2 separate regions of the Pungitius pungitius genome follow, and region 2 is linked to region 1. The links are chromatin contacts, called in public Hi-C maps. All regions are on one chromosome and are shown on one strand. Each heading gives the region's core, a stretch centred on a gene start, on an enhancer-like site or on the middle of the called end of the contact. The rest is flanking DNA. Distances are from core to core; before and after follow the strand shown. Region 1 holds the start of dcaf5 (ddb1 and cul4 associated factor 5). Region 2 holds the start of map3k9 (mitogen-activated protein kinase kinase kinase 9).

Region 1 (7,212 bases), core at 3,769-6,268:
TTTTTAATCAAGGCCTTTATTGATTTTTTGACATCGTACTTGGCTCGTATTAAATGATACGCGCCAGTATAACACACTTCAAAGCGTGTTATACTGCTCAATGAAGAACCGAGATCGGTCTCATTTTCATTCATTATTCGTAAACCTCTTTGAGGATTCAGCCGTCACATTAGTAAGTTAGACTATTGATTGGCTTTCATTATCAAATCCCAAGTGATCCTGATAACTACACCCCAAAGCTTCATCATAACAGGTCGAACATTATCAGCAGGGAAACATATACAAGGCTTAGTTTTCATCTTTAAGTCAGACACAATTACTTTACCATTCATTTGTAATTTAAATGCATTAGGGCCTTTCAAACCAGCTGCCTCCATGTAACCTTTAATCAACCTCCTTTCGAGACACATCATTTTATAAAGTCTTCGTAAGCTCCTCTGACACCTAAGGATAATGCCAACATAACATGGCTGCAGAGTGATGTCATGTCTGAGGAGGCCTGCTGGCTGAGTTCCGGGGCTTCTGGTGTTCCTCCAACACCGAAAAGGATCTAATACATCCTTCTATTGATCCTGTTTTGTTTGTGATGTTTTTGAGAATCAGAGTGGTATCACATAGGTATAAATGCACATCTCTCCCCTGTGACTACGGAGATGCGGTGTTCAAATACATTTTTATTTGTCGTCTCCTCTAGCAGTAAGTGAGGACCCACCTGATCCTTGTCCCCGGCGAAGCAGCAGCTCTTCATGGTGCAGGAGTTGAAGTAGCCCTGGTTGTCGAACTGGAAGCTGGGCAGGCGCGAGTGCAGCTCGTAGAGGACGGGCGGCAGGCGGCGACGCAGCGCCAGCAGCTGGGTGCCCGTGCTGTTGAAGCGAACGCTCATGGCGCTCTGCAGGGACATGCTGCCTCCGTAACGAAGCAACGAGCTGGGAGGAAAGACATTAGCGGAGCTGGCTGAGACGTGACGGCAACAATCCTCCTTTTGGGGAAAATATCAATTCGACTTCAGAGGAGGAGATGAGTCACGGCTCTAACCTCCACTGCAGTTGAGTTCTTTACTCAACTGATATCTGAATGCCATGTTCATATTTGCAAACGTGTCCATAGAGACGGTGTTGCTACACATGCAGAGTTAACAAGAAAACGCTTTTCTTGAACATGAAATATTGTTATGGATGCAACTGTCACACCTCAAAAACCAAACACGCCTGAATATGTGTCAACACACACTTAGTGCGAGGGTTTTCTCACTCATTTCACTGGGAAAAAAGGGAAATGTTGCGTATTTGGCAGAGGACAAGTGGCAATAAGTTTAACAATGAGACCATAGCGCCACCCGGTGGACTAACAGGCATCACAAGAGCAGATGGGGACTATAAACCAATTTGTCCATAATTTAAATTAAATACATTTTAATGGGCATTAAAATATGCAGTAAAATGGATTAAAAGAGTCTTGATTAAACGTGACACGAGTTGATAGTAATGTGCCTGAAATTACTAAAATAGATAGAGTTTCTTTGGCCCTTACCAAACTACTAAAGTGAAGAGATATTCAATTAATTCAACATCAAAATTACTTTCTATTTCGATTTGATTCCAAGTAAATGGTTTAACTGCTTCAGTAACTAATCATTGTTGTAATATTTCTCACTGATGCTGAATTAAAAGTTAATTTCCCCACAAGGAAACACAATGTTGAAGTTTGAACTTAATGGATGAGGAAAAAGGTCCAACCTGCGCGGCTTACGAATGTCCCATAATCCAACCCCCTCCTTGGAGTTGGCTGTGGCGATGAGCCTGGGCTCCACCGGGTTAAACATCACACTGTGGAAGGCCGAGGGGTAGCTGGCCAGGCAGAACGGCTCTACGGGAAGAGATAAGGGGCTCCATGAATTAAAGGGATTAACACCTTTGTCTTTTTATCCACTCACTCCCACGCTGAGGCAAATGTTAGAAAGCAAACACACCGTGATGAAGCTACGATGAAGAACAGGATAACCATCACCACACACGCTAGCGGCTCGGCTTGTTTATTCTTGTGAGTGGACAGACATGGAATAACGCTGAATGTATGATTAGGCCAACTCGGTCACAAGCAAGGCTTCAAAAATAGAAAGATGTGGACGTCATGCAAGAAGATCCCCTGCATTTTTAAAGTCAACAGGTCGCACTTAGTCCCACCATGAGGTACTTATCACGCTTTTCAGTGCAGCAGTCCCTTAAAATACCTTCTGAGTGCATACAAAGAGCATATTTACAACAGGACGACATCAGAGAAGATGCCCGTCATTTGTACCAATGAAACAAGCCAATTGCGTCCATTGCTCCCACCCACAACTTGAAATGCGAGTAACAAACTTCCCACAGTACGACAAATGAAGGATTAGCTTGTTGTATGTGGACGTGATCACTTTGAAACCGGTGTTTTTATCGGTTTCGTTTCCCCGCGCCGCCTCCTCCGCTCACCTGTACTCGGCGGCTCGCGGGTGTCCCAGATGAGAACGCGCCCGTCGTCGGATGAGCTGGCGAACACGTTGTCGTTGACCGGACTGACGGACAGACTGTACACGGCGTCGATGTGCAGGAACACGTTCAGAGTCTCCCTTCTGTAGGAAGAGCGCATTTGCATTTACGCTCTGTGAGCGATTCACATTCGATGCGCTTGTGTCAATGCGAGTCCCATCGGGGGTTATTTTACTCACCTCTCCACGTCGTGAAGAATCACCTGCTCGTCGTTTCCTGCAAAACAACAAGCAGAGAAAGTGCTTAAGAAGTGAAAGGTAAAAAAATAAAATAAATGAACTTGTTCTGTTGAGGTGGAAAACTATTTTGGCCTTCGGGTCTGATTTCAATGCTGTTGCTTCATTTTATATCAAATAGATCCGGATTATTTGCAGGGCCGATACACAGTGAGCAGCATTCATCACATGACTCCACAACACAAGTTCCCAAGTCAAGCAGGTTAGAAAATTGAGATTTTCCCAATGAACAACATGTGCAATAAAGTAGCTACTACAAAATATTTCTACAAGCACTTAGTGCACAATCAATTAGCATTTGAACATCTTTACCCAACGGAATCTTTTGCTTTTTGATTTCTGGTCCCGTATATATGTATTTATTGATTTCCAATCCTAAGTGAGTTCCACTGAACGTAGTACCCTCAGATAAAATCTGATCCTCTTTTTACCTACCAGCGAGAAGCCACAAAAACCCCTGCACAGGTCAAAGGGCAAAGAGGAGGGATGAGCCTCGCCGCCGTGAGAGTTTATTTCTGTTGCTCTTACCCCCGGAGAAGACCTTTCTGTTGGTGCTGTCAAAGGCCAGACAGAAGATGTTGGACAGGTGCTCGCCCTTCAGTTTCAAAGGCTTGGATCGAGCGTGGATGGCTTGTTCCATGTTCCACAGCAGCACCCGGCGGTCGTCTCCTCCTGGAGACCAGACACAACAAAGGACACAGTACAGCGGCTGCCTCCCGTCGTCCTAATTATTCATTAATTAATTAATTTAGTGTAATGTAATTCACCCCAAAAAAGGAAGATTTAGGGAAATAATGATTTATTTTGTTAGTCTCCAAGGGAACAAATGAATAAAATCAAATTTGTTTGATCTGGTCTGAGTCAAATTGGCTACTCTGCATAATGAAGTTTGGTTTCTTTGCTTCAGTCGAATTTTGATTGTATGATTTTCACTTTTAACAGAGTACTTCTTCAAGGTGATAATACAAGGGATTTCTTTTAAAACTGCTATAAACTGAATATCTTTTAAAGATTTAAGAATATCTGTTGAAGAAAAAAAGACATTTCGTAAAATAAACGATAATAAATTAATTAAGAATTGCTTTATTTAGTTAGTTGCAGCCCATACAACAATCTGCAAGGAAGGCATTTTGCATTCAACGCACAAAGGCAAAATTGTAGGATGCACATTTAAAGCGACCTCCTGATTTGCAGAGTTAATAATTATACTCAACTTGCCACGAACAACATTTATCTTTCTGTCATCAAGGGGGTCAGAGCTGATGAGCCACAGCTAAACTGTTGCTAAACTGTTCATCTAATCCTCTCAAGTGGAGTCAAGCGCATCAAATGACATTTAGAAAGTTATCTTCGGCTCAGTTGTGCAAAGTCGGCAAAAAACGGCGAGCCTCAGGTTGTTACAGTAGGCCAGAAGATGGTCTTTAATCCTCCCGGGACATCACGTTAAATAGCTTTGAGGTATCAGACTAGCAGCCATGATGAAGGGGGGGGGGTGGTGGTGTATGTCCACTTTAGGGGACACAATGACGAGGACTGACATAAGGGACAGATCCGGGTCCCCTGCGAGCTGCTGGCGTGTTCGGCTTGTTTGACGTTAGCGAGCTAGCAAAAGAAGGCTAGGCTAACTTAGCTAGCCCACAGGGGGTTTCAGCTGACTGCCGGGGCTAAGCTAGCGTTAGCATGCTAACACATTACAACAGTCACAGCTAAAGGGAGAGTGGAGGAGGAGGAGGAGGAGGAAGGGGGGTGTTGTCAACTTACCGGACACGAGCCATTCTCCGCCGTTGTTGGAGAACTCAATGGCGTTGACACATCCGAAGTGGCCGAGCATGTCCTTCTTGTAGAGGCTGGTGCAGCCGGCCATCCTGCGCCTCTGGAATTCCTCCTTCATGAGCGGCTGCCCGGTCAGCTCTCTGCGGGACAGAAAGCCCACAGAGCAGCGCATACCGCAGCCCTTCAGCTCCTTCATGGTCACCGTCCGACAACAAGACGGACACAACGCGGCTCGGTTTTTGGCTTTTCACCACCGCGCCCTCGGCATCGCGTCGCGTCGCGTCGCTGTGGGGTCGATGTGGCGCGCGGCTGCTGATGCTCCGGCGGGGTTACATTATGGTGGAAACCCCGCAGATGTCGACGTTGTTTTCGTACCTCCTCTCGGTCTCCTCGGCAGTCCCAGGAGCAGCTTCCTGCTCCGGTGGAGAATGTATGTCTCTCTCTCTCTCTCTCTCTCTCTCTCTCTCTCACTCCCTCTCTCTCTCTCTCTTTCTCCCCCCCCCCTCTCTCTCTCTCATCAGATAGAACACTCCCTTCGTACGCCTTACCTTTCAATGAAGTCATGCCAAGTACTTACATTAAATGGTAAAAACCACCGGTAAATCTATGGTGTGGTATTTAGATCCTTAAGTAAAAGTGCTAATATACTATATTAATGTACTAATAAACTAATGTACTGCATTTATTACTTTGTAAGTAGCAGGGAAGTTAACTTGCAGTATTTCAAGTAAAGGGGTTTCATGATATAATTACATTAGTCATGCATTCGTTTCTGTCTCTTTTCTAAAAGTAGTTAGTATAGGGCAGTAACTAATTATAATTCTCATTATGTATTCTGGTTATTTTGCTTGGTTTGCAAGAAACCTCTCACCATATTGACAAATGTCGTCACAATTACCCCTTGACCCAAAGTGAGTTTGTTTTGTCCAGCTTGTACAGAAAATATAAAAACTAATTTAAAATGAGCAAATCTTCACAATTGTAAAGCTTGAACCATGTAATGTTTTTGCATAACTTAAATTCCCATTTTAGTTTTACTTGTATAATGAGGTTAATATATATCTCTGTTTTAAGAACCATGATGATTTAATTTATTAGTAGAAGAATGCTTTCCATAGCTACATGGCCCATGTGAAAAAGTAATAACCCCCAACTCTATTAACTGGTTGTGCCCCCCCAGCAGCAACAACTGCCACCAAGCAGGTGTGATGACATCGCTTTTTTGCCCACTCATCTTTGCAGATTGTTTTACATTTTAGCCACATTGGATGCTCTTTGAGCATAAATGGCTTTTTTAAGTGGATTCCAGTCCGGGCATTTGCTGAGCCTCTTGAAAACCTTCATCTAGCTTCCTGAGCCACTCACAGATTACCCTGTGGGGCTTTGGATCGTTGTCCTGCTGCAGAATTCCATCAGTTATGGCAAGTGTCCAGATGTGACCGGTCTCACACCTCCCAAAATGTCTATTTTGGTCTTGTTTGTCTATAGAATATTTTGCTTTGAAGTCTTGGGGGGGAAAAAAAACCCAGAACATTTTAGTGTGTATAGTAGTTTTATTACTCCAAGTTTTGGGATTACAGTGGTAGTCTTTAGGGGACTTCATTTTGAGCAAGCCTTTCTCTGAGACAACATGAAAAACAGTAACATCTAAAACATTTTAAACAAATGTCTGCTCAACACGACTGGGCTGTAGTCTTCTTGTAATTGATTTAAACCCACGTTTGAGTGCCAATTGTGATTTTCCGTAACATTATACAGCAAAATCAATGCACTCTATTTAGTTGTCTAACCAGAATCAGCACCATGTAAGCAAAGAACAAATTATTTATGTTGATTTGTCAAAATTAAGCAATTTAGGCACTTATTAAGAAATTAGCAAAGTCATGATGCAAGTGCTTTTAAAAGACATTTTACAAAGCAAAACACTTAAAAGTTAAACAATTGAATAAAATCTACTGGCAACAACTTTTCACATACACATAACTTTACTGAATATTAAACCAAAATGTAAATCCAAGGAGGTCTCCTGCTGGGCATGAAGTGATGTTCCACAGCACTGAGAGGATACAGGCGCTTGGTTTGCTTTGCATATAAACTACGCCATGTCACCGCTGTTTGTGCTGTGGTTTAGCTCAGATATAACGGCTGACACAGTGTCCGTCTATGTGCGCGTGTGAACCAAAGGCAGCCGGAACTGCAGGTATGTTTAACACCCTAGTCTATCATGGACAAACATTTAAAAAGTGCTTTACATTAAGGTACCTTCAATACATTCACCTCTACATGATGGAGTCTTCTATAATACCACACAGGTAATGAGTGAGCTGCAGTTGACAAGTATTCCTTTGGCAAAAGTAACATATGCTTTTTAGCAAAAGATATGGAGTGTGTCCAAGGAGTGTGAGGCTAGAGGACAAAGAGTGCTTTATAAAATAAACACAGCAGGGGAAAAGAAAAAAAAGATAATTGTGTGTCATCTCATAAAACAAGCCTTAAAAGGAACAGACATGTCGAGTAAAACATATATTCACTTTCTTATAGAGTTAGATGGGAGGATTTCTCGTAGCTACATGAATCTACAGCTACCAGCTGATTAGCTTAGCTTAGCACAAGGACTGGCAACCTGGCGCAGCAGCTAGCCTGGCTCGGTGTAAAACCCAAACTCTTTATTTGAACAC
Region 2 (6,674 bases), core at 1,058-3,557, 150 kb before region 1:
ACACAGGTTGGGCTCCTGCAGACACACCCCCAGCAGACCCATAATGTTGGGATGGTTGAGCATGGCGAAGAGTTTGGCCTCCTGACGCACGCTCTCCAGAGTCTGCTCCGGGTCCTCGTCGGGGTCCCGCCGAGCGGCCTTCACCGCCACCTCTGAACCCCGCCACACTGCGCGGTAGACTTTTCCGAAACCGCCAACGCCAATGATTTCCTCCAGGGTCAGCTCCGAGAAATCAATCTCCAGGACTGAGGAGAGGTGCAGGAATAGAGGTCATAGAGAGGTAATACACTATCTCATCCCTCAACATTGCTCCTCGTAACCTCGAAACCAGGTCATCCAGCTGAAGGATGCCTTCACTAAGCCGCCCTGCTGCCCCAAATACAGGATGCTGAAACTACCACACAAGTGGGAGTATCCGTCCTCATGTCTGGCAGTGTACTAAGCACACTGACCTTGATGAATATTTCAGGTGAGATGGCATGTGAAAATAGGCCAGCTTCTGCAGACTATGAGGAGATAAAAACGCGCAAAGACAGAGACAGCAAACAAAGAAAGCCGAGGCGGTGTGGTCCAACAAAACAGACTGTGCTTGTATTGTTCGGCCTTAAAATGCAACCTTTCATGCCCGTTGAAGCTGATGCACACACACACACACACAGACACACACACACACACACACACACACGGTTCGGTCAGTGGATTTGCTGCTGAAGAGCAGCCGTTTGCACACAGACGTGTTCTCCCTTTCGATTTGAACTGCTTCTGATTTCACCTTACTGGATCTCTCAGGAGGTCTTGCCTGCACATTTAGCCCCGGGAGCGTTTCTCCACATGCACAATTTGACACGTCTTTCTCCCTTGCAGCACAGTCTTGGTGCAAACACACTATCAATCACCATGGCATTGCATGCATATCACGCGAAAGCAATTCCTTAAGGAGAACAAACACTTTATTTATCGCAGAGGACTTGCATGTCTAGTCAGATGTTCCCTGTGCCGAGGGATGGAGCACACATTGTGCAATGCAATTTGAGGCGGGGTGCATCACACGTTGCATCTGGCTGCTGGCTTTGACAAGCGGTGTGATGAAGAACGGCCCTGATGCTGTGAGGATGGGCACAGCCCGTTTCTAGGCCAACCGGAGTGCACTGCGCCTACCGTGACACAGCACTCTCACCGTGCGTTTGTGTCTCCGGCCTTCTGACAAGAGACGCGCACAGACGCACACGGCAGCAGCAGCTCTAGCCCCGCATCGGTTTAGCACAATGGGATACTCACGGTGCAGAGGAGGCACGGAGTACTGCTGCTCCGAGGTGTCCCGGATTTCCTCCGGGATGCCGTTCCCGCTGCTCACATAGTTGGATGGGAAAATGCCAACCCGGTCTGCGATCATACCGGTCCACCAGCCCTCGTCTCCGGACACCAGGGAGTCCTTGGACAGGACCTCCACCAGGTCGCCCCTCCGCAGGCTGAGCTCGTCGTCCGCGGTGGCTTCATAGTCGAACACGGCCGTCCAGAAGCCCGGCGCGGCGGGTGGCGCATCCGGCGCGGCGCTGATGCCATCATCCGGTCTCGGCCAGCGAAAAACATCTGTCTCTGCTTCTTCTGACGAGGAAACGCACGCCTTGGGACTCAAACTATTGTCCAAAGCGGGTTTGAAGACATCCATGGACGCGATCCATAGGAGCGACCTGGATCACTGCAGGCGCATCCACCTGACGCGGCCGGCTGGCTGGATGGGGCCCGGGGCGCACCGCGTCTGCACATACAACACACCAAAGCTAAGTAGCGGCTAATCCCGCACACACACGCTGCAGGGAAGCAGAAGCGGCATTCTGCAGCATCGTCTCTCTGTCTGTCAATCAATCAGTCAGTCGGTCAGTCCCGGCTGGCCGCTAACAAAAACACAGCTCCAGCTTGATGATTTCCGATGCACAATCCTTCACCCAATCATCGCCGCAACCCTTCGGACGCGGTCGCCTTTGTTTTAAGCCAATCGTATCATGTGCGAATCGTTCCCGGCTTCCTATTGGTGGAGAGACACGTCAGCAGCAGGTTAGCTCCCGCCCTGCGCTCAGGGTCAATAGCTGGTCCCCCTCCGAGCGGCGTGAACCGGCTGCACGCAATCAAACACATTCAAGGAAGCTTTAGTTTTCTTCAAATTGTCTCCTTTATTTAGTTATTGACACCCCCCCCCTACCCACAAAAAAAGAAATGATCAAAACATAACAAAATACTCAAGTAATGTTCAATTCCATGCATAATTCCCTGAAATAAAAACAGAATCCATAGAAAGGAGTAAAAAACAGTCAACATAACAAATAGTCAAATGAACAATCCCAACTATTTCAACTGTGTAATGAAAGGATAAGGTGTGTGTGTGTGTGTGTGTGTGTTTTTTTTAACTGATTAAATGACATCCTCCCCATGAAACAAAAAAAAAAGTTAATCCTAAATGTGACATGGAGAGACATCAGGAATAAACCCTGAGCTTTGAGGACATTTAAACCTGTACTGTACAAACACAGGAGATGCCATCAGTTTTTTTCTGTAAAAAAATAAATAAAAGGATCAATGGGCCAAAGAGTGAAAAATCCAACCAAGACTCAAATTCGGCTCAATTTCTGATTTGTATTCAGGACATCCTCAGTGTAGTCGCACACAAATGGTACAGGTGAAACATGGTATTATGGAAGACCATGACACATAAGACAGCATATGACGTGTGTTGCCGAAAAAAAATGCTTCATTATGTTTACTTAATTTATGAGGATGAACGGAATTGTATGAGTAAAATAAATAGCTTAGTTTTAGTTTTAAAAGCCAGAATTAGGATATATACATTTTGAAATTAAGCTAAAAACTTTCAGTCAGTCGAAAGTACAACCAAAACTACATTGAGTGACTTCTATCTTTTAATTTCGATAAACACTCGTTTTGAAATGATTTTTTCTAAACATTTTCTTTCTTTCTAGCAGAGATCTCCTGTTTTTAATACCAGGTACAATGGAGGCCATTTTTAAGGCTGTATCTTGTGAGGGAAGAGAGAAAGACAAAGTATATTGAAGTGAGAGACAGGACATAATAAATATAATTAATGTAATGTATGTATCAGAGAACCCCAGAATGAACTACAGATTTGAACAAAAACATCACTTGGTTACTTTTCAGCAACTTACTGGACCGTTGACGCTCTGCTGATCCAAGAAAAAATATTTTGTGGTTTTCAACTTGGCAACAAAGCCATTCCTCTGTTCTATTGGCTACTTCAACATAAAACAAAACCCCCATAGAAAATATGTGCTGTGGCTTAACTACATAATGACAAGAAATGTGTTTTAAGTGGGACAAAATACTTGCTTCACTTAGTGTCCGGATTGGATGTGATTTGATAATAAAGATATTAAATTTCATCAATAAATAGATCCACAGCTCCATGTGATGGTTTGAGATGACAAATTTAGTTGCCTTTTCACTGCAACATAATTTAACAGCATCACAAACACAACCCAAATAACATGATTTCTTGGAGATAATGTTACATTTTTTGTGAGTGTTGAGGATTCGGTTTGTTTCTTTCTCTATAAAAATTGTTTCCAATTCAAAAGATTCCTGAAACAAGACACGCTGTACAGTCGGATTCAAAGAGAGATAATAGAGGCTTGATTTTAGTCAGTACAACTAGAGATTGCTTGTGAACCAGGAAGCTGCTTTTATTCCACAGTAAAATAAACAAAACACTTTAATCTCAAAACACTTTTGAGCTTTGGAAATTTGCTTTTTTTTTGACATCTCATTGAAGGCCAGAAAAAAACATACCCAACCATTAAAATATGTCCCTCTAGAAGTAAAAAAGAACAGTATTCCCCCGATCATTTAAGCATTTCTCAGTGTCTCACAACATCATCATCAGTCCAATTTCTATACGGCGATGAATAGAAAAAAAATGCTGCCTTAAGAGATGACATGATTAATAAATATTTTTGCTCTTTTACAGAATTAAGACATGTATTTTAAGACATAATGACAGATCCAAATGAGAGCCCCTGTGAAGAAGAACCTCACCTGGGTGCACACACACACACACACAAACACACACTAGTGTGAAGCAGCCTGGCAACATGCACGGCACACAAACTCACACGGGCCGTCGCTCAGCACAACACACCCCCGGCAAATGAAAATGAAGAGTCCAACACAAACAGCCTCTAAAAGGCAAAGATCAACATAAGAACACTGGTAATTCTGTGACATCATCAATACCTGCTGGACTCGATGTCGAAAACATCTCAGGACTCTGAACAAGGTAAAGGGCCACAAAGTGACCCGCAAAAAAGAGGATAACAAAAACACCATACTTCCACTGGCTCAGATGAAGCTGTAGATGGGATGTGAGACTTGTTGACATGCCCCCCCCCCCCTCCCTCCTTCCCTTCCCCCCCCAGGACACCGATGCCGTGTCAATGTAAACATACACTGAAAGTTATGTACATAATGTGGGTTTTTAGTGGGACAGTCAGCCCAGTGTCCTCCCTCCTGTGCAGCGGTGGATCCATCACTCTACTCTGTGTGTGTGTGTGTGTGTGTGTGTGTTTACATGTGATAGAGAGAGACGAGTGGGGTGAGCAGGTTTGGTCCAGGGCATCCGATTCAACCACAAGACGTATTTACACCACTGCCCACCACAAAGGAAGATCACTGAGGACGAAGAGGAGGAGGAAGAGTGCTACGTAGACCAGTAGAAGAAGGGATGACCACGGGGAATAAAGATTGACACCCCCATTGCGGGAACAGTGTCACTGCCACTTACTCACTCTTTTTTGTTTCTTTTTGGATTTTCTTTCACTTTTTTAACAGATGTTTCCTCACACCTCTTTGGTAATCGCTTGGGTGGTTTTTAAATGAGCCAAGAATGGATTTATTATATATTAACATTTATTCAAATGTAGTCATAAACATACTGCTTCTTAGGAGTTCCCATATGTAATTTGTGTGTTTTTTAAATACTCGTTTTTAAAGACAAAGCACCAGTCGTGTGTTAAACAGCATTCAGCATGAGGCTTCACCCCACACCTGCGTCCTCACTCAAGAGTTTCCAACCAAAATGAGCAGCATTGACCCCCCTCTCTTTACATAATGAATAAAGTAAAGGCTGTTACGGAAAAGCATTGATCCAAATGTGAGTCATTCTTCTAAAGCGCAGCCAACAAAACACCTACAGACCACTCACATTTTATATTAGAAAATTAGGATTTATCTTTGTTAAAGCTGCACTTATTCTAAAACCCCAAAGTAAGCAGTTACCAGTTATTTTTTTTGGCGGTGAGGTTTGCTACCTTTACAGCACCCAACCTCAGTCAAAGATATTATCCAGCCTAAAAACCAACAAAACAGCGTTAAATGTAAAAATCGGACTAACATCTATTTAAAAAAAAGCATGACTCCATATGATTGCAAACGAGGGCCCACACGTCATCAGTTGCAGGAACAACGTCACCAGGCAACACTTTTTGCAAATCTAGGTCAACAATCTAAACACACCAAACAATGCTGACGGTTTTATTTGTTGTTTAAATGTGTTAAAATAAGGACGGTTTGAACTGTATAGATATTCACTTGGAACATGGTGAGACCTCAGCACATACGGGTACCACACAATGATGCTATGCCGCTCTATAAGGTTATCAAACGCCAGATGTTGTGTTTTGTGCTGCACCCGAGTGGCCAAAAATATATTAACGCAGCTTTAAAAAATGGTTAGGCACCATTTTAGGAAGAAACTCTTAAGTTGAGCAAAGAGCTGGTCAGTGTGGGCGGCTGCAGCGAACGCCTCCCCCTCCACAGGCACTCTGTTCAGTCCATAGTGGCACCTTTATTGTTGGCCTTTTGCACGTGTACGAGTAGAAGTCTCCATAAATAGAGCTATACAGCAAAGTGCATGGAAGGAAGAGTACAAAAATACCTTTGAATTTATCTCTGCATCAACACGTTTTTTTTTCTTCTTCTTTTTTTCGGACTGAAAAGGTGAAAACTCGAGTGAGACCAAGATATCAATAAAGAAATAAAATACAATGGCATACTTTTACCTAGGCAAGATACATAACTCATCGTTCCAGTATATAGTTAAGCCCCCTCCCTCTCCCGTCCGCTCTGCCAACCCAATCCTCCGTTGTTAGAGCAGATGGGGACCACATTTAAACGAATATTCAAAACATACAGAAAATATGGAAATATATTATATATAGATAGGTATAGAGTACGGAAGTAATGTTCAGGGTAGTTTGACCATGTCCAGCTCTTCCTCCTCGCCTGTTTGAATGGTGATTTGTACTCCTCATCATCCTCCTCTTCCTCCCCCCCCCCCTTTCTCTTCTCCTTCCTCTTCGTGTGATTTCTGATAACTCTGCAGTGCTGCTTAGGAAACTATACAAATAAAAATAAATGCTATGACTCCATCCCACTGTCACCCTTTTACAATATCATATTTTGCTATTCTTTAATATAGATCAGAAAATAGTTCTCTTATTCCTTCGTGTATGTGTGTGTGTGTGTTTTACTTCTTTTTTTTAATGAATTGTTTTGCATTTTTATCCCCAAAATATTTTTTTTTTCAAAAGTCGTTCTTGCCAGATGTTGAGAAAAATATAGACCGCTGATTAACTCAGCTCTCTCCA

What was found. Hi-C and Micro-C count contacts between places; a contact is called where the count stands out from the background.
Region 2: a contact with region 1 is called in a Hi-C map of muscle, with 1.8 times the contacts expected there. The contact joins the promoter of map3k9 here to the promoter of dcaf5 in region 1. A contact is called at or near these places in 2 of 2 Hi-C or Micro-C datasets (both in muscle).

What each region holds. Positions count from the first base shown.
Region 1 is chr14:13,237,013-13,244,224 of fPunPun2.1, reverse strand. dcaf5 (ddb1 and cul4 associated factor 5) reads right to left here and starts at 5,018. Exons shown (of 9, transcript XM_037486347.2): 1 at 4,523-5,018; 2 at 3,290-3,433; 3 at 2,705-2,741; 4 at 2,469-2,608; 5 at 1,737-1,866; 6 at 713-926. The coding sequence starts at 4,730. pacs2 (phosphofurin acidic cluster sorting protein 2) reads right to left here. Exons shown (of 25, transcript XM_062557148.1): 25 at 6,538-7,212.
Region 2 is chr14:13,386,230-13,392,903 of fPunPun2.1, reverse strand. map3k9 (mitogen-activated protein kinase kinase kinase 9) reads right to left here and starts at 2,307. Exons shown (of 11, transcript XM_037486328.2): 1 at 1,279-2,307; 2 at 1-245. The coding sequence starts at 1,669. It overlaps slc8a3 (solute carrier family 8 member 3), which reads right to left. Exons shown (of 7, transcript XM_037486333.2): 7 at 3,689-6,674.